Regions from separate parts of the Gossypium hirsutum genome. Here region 1 is linked to region 2. The links are chromatin contacts, called in public Hi-C maps. All regions are on one chromosome and are shown on one strand. The core of a region is the stretch at or near the end of the contact, and the rest is flanking DNA. Distances in the headings are between cores, read along the strand shown. Region 1 holds the start of LOC107892181 (cytochrome c1-2, heme protein, mitochondrial). Region 2 has its middle 17 kb from the start of LOC121221542.

Region 1 (2,700 bases), core at 132-2,631, 220 kb before region 2:
CGCAAATGTTGCTGATAAAAATCTCTTCTTTTTCCCAATCTAAAATTTTACAAATAACATAGCAAAAAAAAAAATCTATCACCAAAAGAACAAATTTTTAAAGAGAGGGAAAGACAAAAAAAAGACAAAACCTTGTCGTCAACGTTGTGTTGTTGTTGTTGAGAAACAAAGATACGAGGTTTTTGAGACACCCAATTGGATGCAAACCTAAGATATGAAGAGCTAAAAGAAGAAGAAGATGCCCACAAGAGATCTACAATGCAAGCCAATCCCAAAAGACAAAAGAATAGAACAAATATAAATTTTGTGTAACTGTTGTTGCTCTTGCTTTGATGTTGATGGTGGTGAGGTAGATTTTTGCCCATTTTTCTTTTTGCAGGTTCATAAGAGTATTGCTCATCTCCATTTATTTATTAGAACGTAAAGGGAATACAGGGGTTGGAGGAGAAAAAAGAAAGACAGCTTGAGACAGCAGTAACTTTGAACTCTGCTCAAAATGTTGGGCGCCAATGGTTTTTCATTGCCTTTTGAAGTTCACTAATTCTTGGGTAAATTACATCTCATATCCTAAATTATGCTTCAAAATTTACATTAGTCCTAAACTATAATACTCAAAGTATCGGTTAGGTCCTTTTAGCATTTGGATAACTTGGGAATCGTATGCCACGAGTGTTTTAAAAATCAGGATAGTGGTTGAACGGTTTAAACTATGTTCAACATTCGATTTGATCAATCATATAAAAATAAATAATAAAAATATTCATAAAACATAAAAAATATATATAAAATCCGTTCAACTGATTCAAATTTTTGACTTTTTGTTCTGACTTCCAATTTTTTATTAGTTTTGAGCAGTTCATTTAGAGGTCGATTCAACTTCTATATTCAGACTAGTATATCAATCAATTCGGTTCAAATAACACTAAATATTACATAAAAACTATATTTTTTATTAGACTCATGCTTATTTAGCATCCAAATTAATAATTAGATTAACGAAAGAACCTAATTGATATGATACTAATATTTTAAAAACTCAATTCGAGCATTTTAAAATTTAGAACTTGTTTAAAACATGAATCATAACTTGAGGATGTACTGTGGAATTAATCCTTTAATTTTATGTGTCTTCCGAGGTTGAAAATTCAAGGGCAATCCTCGGCAGTTGTTTTCATGGTCGGTCGGTGGATGCAATGGGCTGTCTCTGCAAGGAAAAAAGGGGCCTGTCTGTTTTCTTTTTATTTATTTGTGGAGTCTCCTTTATGGGCTGGTTTTATTGCTGTCCACTACTTGGGTCTCATGTCACTGAAAAGACCAAACACAAGACCTGGCAGTTTTCAAGGCCATCCTAAAAGCCCAAAACCTTACTGTCTGTTGGTGGACACGCGACTCGACTAAATCTCAATCACTGTTTTTTTTTCCTACTATAATTTATGCTGTTTTCTCTTATACTTTCCGTTTTGTTCCTTTGGATCTGTGAGGCAGCCGCCGGTTCCTTTGACCACCACCACCGCCACCTCTCTGTGATCAACCTTCACTCTCTTTTTCAAGTTAGTTCTCTGTCTTATGCTCTCTTCACATCTTCTTTTAATCTTTGGGTTTATTATTTTTATTATTTTTTCCTCCATAGTTGTTGGATCTGCCCCCAGATCCTCTATGTTAGGGTTTTCAAGTTCCTCCTTTTTTCATTTTAAACTTTAACCTTTTTTTGGCTTCCTTATGCTATTCCTTTGATTGGGTTTACTGTTCTTTGTGTATTGTATGTTTATCCTTTGATTTTATGATTACCCACTTGTTTCAACACTGTTAAAGCTTTTCCTTTTTGTAGAATTTAATGATTATTTGACTGAAAAAAAGGAACCTTTATATGAATTCTCTTTTTAATCTCATTTTGTCCTTTTTTTTTAACATTTTAATTGTAAATATACATTTGCTTATTAAGTTTCAGCTGAACTTTTCAGGGAAATTAACTGAAATGGCTGGAGGATTAATCCACCAGGTTTTAAGGAGGAAATTTCAATCACAGTCTGCTGTAAGATTCTTTCCTAGTTTTCCTTCATTGATGTTAAACTTATACTTACCTATGGAATGAGGTCATGAAGACCATGCAATCTACATGGTTCTTACTGGATTTTCTTACATAATCTAGAAATATTTTGCTACATGGATTCTAGTATTTGTTGAATTGTAGCAAGTTTTCATTCATTGATCCTAGTTTTCTACTTTCCTCAAGATGAATTCTAACTTTTAAGGCAAGCTTTGTCCAATTGCGGTATGTTTTCATCCTATATTACTCTTACTTGGGTGCTAATGTCTGATATGCAAGTGTGCATTGAGATGGGTATGATCAGATTTTTTAAAGTTTTTCCATGTATTTGGAGTATCCTTGGATGTTTATCTTCATACTCAAGTGTCGGATACGAGTCTTGGACATGTGTACTTCATGAACAATGAAGAGTCAGAGCAAAAAAAGTTTTCATCTCTGAATAATAATGAAAAGTTTCTATAGGATTTAACCTGGAATGGTTTTCTCCCAGTTACCAATACTTGTTCTGTATTATTGCTCAGGTTCAAGCTTTATCATGGTTTTCATCAAGGAAAGTTAATGACGATGCGGGTTCTGCTGGTATGAGGACTGTTGCACTCCTTGGAGCTGGTGTTTCAGGTTTACTAGGTTTTGCAACAGTAGCATCTGCTGAT
Region 2 (2,700 bases), core at 86-2,585:
CTCTGGTTGCTCATGATTTGTTTCTAAATTATTTTAAGATGATTTAAGACCTCTAAATTGATTTTATCCCATTTGTAAGAGTTTACTGAATTGTTTTAAAGTTTTAAACTTTATGTATGTTGTTTTTAAGATTCACTTTGTTTGTACTCTGATGGCATCTCTCATCTACATCGGATGTGGAGACGGATGAGGGGGTGTTACAACTTATATATATGAATTAATACACTTTATATTTGACCAAACTTGACATAGTCCGAAACATGAGTCTAAGATTTTGTCCAAGCTAATCCATTTTTATAAATGGCTAACCAAATTCATTTTAGGTCTACTCATTTTATTTTTAATTTAATAATTAATAATTTAGATATTTTTATTTTATTAAAATTTCAAATTTAGAATCTTAACATATTTTTATCTTTTTGGAAAAAAATATTTTTTAATATTTTCATAGTGTTATATATTTAATTTTATGGGATATAAATTATATAATATATAAAAATAAAATAAAAAATATATATTACACAAGTATAAAATGGGCAGGGTCAAGTCAAGTTTAGGCCTTGAATATTGAAGCCTAAACCTAACCTATATTTTAAATAGGTCTAATTTTTTATACGCAAGCCTATTTTTCGAACTTGGTACTTTTGTTTAAATTCTCTTATATATCCAACAGCCTTAAACTTATACATATAATCTAACCCATAAACAAGTCTAAAATATATATCAGCAAACAAATATTACTGCATAAAAGATACGAAATTTAACACAAATACTTTTCATTGGTTTATTCTTTTTTTCTTTTATTTCCCTTTCTGTCTTTGTTTTTTTTTTCTCTTTCTTCGTTTAAATATGCCCTAATCCATGTACCTTTTTTTTGGATTTTTTTTAGCATTCCAATTTTCTAATTCTAAAAACAAAATCTAACTTATAACAATATTAATCGATTTTCATTAAATTTGAATATGTGATATTTTAATATTTAAAGTTTTAATTTAAAAATTATAATCCAATTGATAATGCATATTCAATTTACCCCTACTTTCAATAAATATGAAAAGAAAAAAGAAACGGTGAATTTTCCAAAAGATACTATTTATTCATTTTTATAAAAAGAAATGGTCAGTTTTCACCCAATTGGTGTTACTTTACTGTGACACCAAATTGTAAAATAATGGATATTTGGGGGTCAATTTAGAAATAATAGATATTGAACAAATGATAATGATTGCTTATACAAAAGAGAAGGGAAAAAGAGTGTGTTGGCACGCGCGGGGTGGGAGAAAGGGGCATCTGAGAACTGTTGGGAACAGATGATCGTATGAGAGAGGACGCGTGGAAGGTGAGATAGAAGGGGCGAATCTTTGGGATAGATTTGTGATGTGATATTTGTGTTCGAAAGGATCTATCCTGTTCTGTCCGGTAATTTAGCAGCGGTGTCGTCCAATGAAAGGTTTAGAATTTGCAAAGGTCCAGTTCACTCTTTCTTGTCATTTTTTGCTGGTCAAACGTGGCATCATCAAAAGTTTATTCCACTATTTTTTTAAAAGAAATAGTTAATTTGGTTTGTTTGTTTTGCCCAAAATGGCTGGTTTAGAAATTATTATGTCGTTTTAGGAAAATTTATTTTGGTTAATGGAATATTTTTATTTGCAAAATATATTATTATTTGTTGCAGTGAATGTCCACAATTTATAAGTCTATTTATATATTTAATTTTGCCTATGCAATTAAATATTTCATTGTCAATCTACTAAAATTTATCTTATTTAAAAATCTAAAAATTAAATAAATATTACTTTTCCCCAAAAACATTTTACTGTTTTAAAAAAATCAGTTTGAAAGGCCAAAATTTGTAATTAGTTTCTTTAATTTTAGTAAATTTATTCTAGTATTGGCATGAGTTTTTTTCCTAAATTATTATGAATTTAAATCTCGGATTTAAATCTCATCATAAGTTAGCTTAATCTAAATTCATTCTAATTTAGATTTGAGTGTATTTTAATTTTTAATATTATAATTATAATTAATTAAATATAAAATCAAACACATATACAATAATATTAAAATATAAATTTATTACTGATCTATCAATATTCGTTTTTAATAAAAAATTTAATAAAATTTTTTTAATAAAATTTTTCTTTCTTGCAAAATCTAGTAATATATCTGTGCTTATAGACCCCTCAAAAAGTAATAAATTATATATATATATCTGTGTGTGTGTGCAAATTTTAGTCAATTCGTTAACTTTGAATCGTTTCTGTGGCTAAAATTGATAACACAAGACACAGCTAATACAAGTGTATCACGTGTATAAAATTTCACATCGAAATCACATCATAAATGTTAAAGCATAATAAAAATAATTTTTTAAAAAATCGAATTATCTAAAAAAAAAACCTCCAATAAATTGTTTAAAGAAAAAAATATGATTTTATAAAATAAACTTATGTAATTATTAAAAAAACTAGTTATTTAAGCTATAATTTATATTGAATATAAATTTTATAATTTCATATTTTTCAATATTTTGAATTTTTTGAAATTTATAACAAAATTCTTTTATAATTTTTCAAAAATTCTTAAAAATTTTAAAAAAATCTAAAAAGTTCGAATAATTATTAAAAATAAAAAAATACAATTATAAAGAATATGAAAAATAAAAAATTTAAATTATAAAAGATGAAAATCTAAAAGCTA

The links. A called contact is a pair of places that touch in the nucleus more often than the background predicts.
Region 1: a Hi-C map of leaf shows a contact between it and region 2, with 2.0 times the contacts expected there. The contact joins the promoter of LOC107892181 here to the enhancer-like site in region 2. A contact is called at or near these places in 2 of 34 Hi-C or Micro-C datasets (both in leaf).

Annotation. Positions count from the first base shown.
Region 1 is chrD09:11,817,031-11,819,730 of Gossypium_hirsutum_v2.1, reverse strand. LOC107892181 (cytochrome c1-2, heme protein, mitochondrial) reads left to right here and starts at 1,381. Exons shown (of 8, transcript XM_016817191.2): 1 at 1,381-1,550; 2 at 1,949-2,032; 3 at 2,569-2,700. The coding sequence starts at 1,434. It also overlaps the pseudogene LOC107893006.
Region 2 is chrD09:11,596,681-11,599,380 of Gossypium_hirsutum_v2.1, reverse strand. No RefSeq gene overlaps it. Among protein-coding and RNA genes, the nearest start is that of LOC121221542, 17 kb to the left of the region's middle. Within about 2 kb of position 1,335, at least 3 of the 9 cell types and tissues checked have an H3K27ac peak or open chromatin away from gene starts, as enhancers often do. A contact at or near this core is called in leaf, where this site is marked.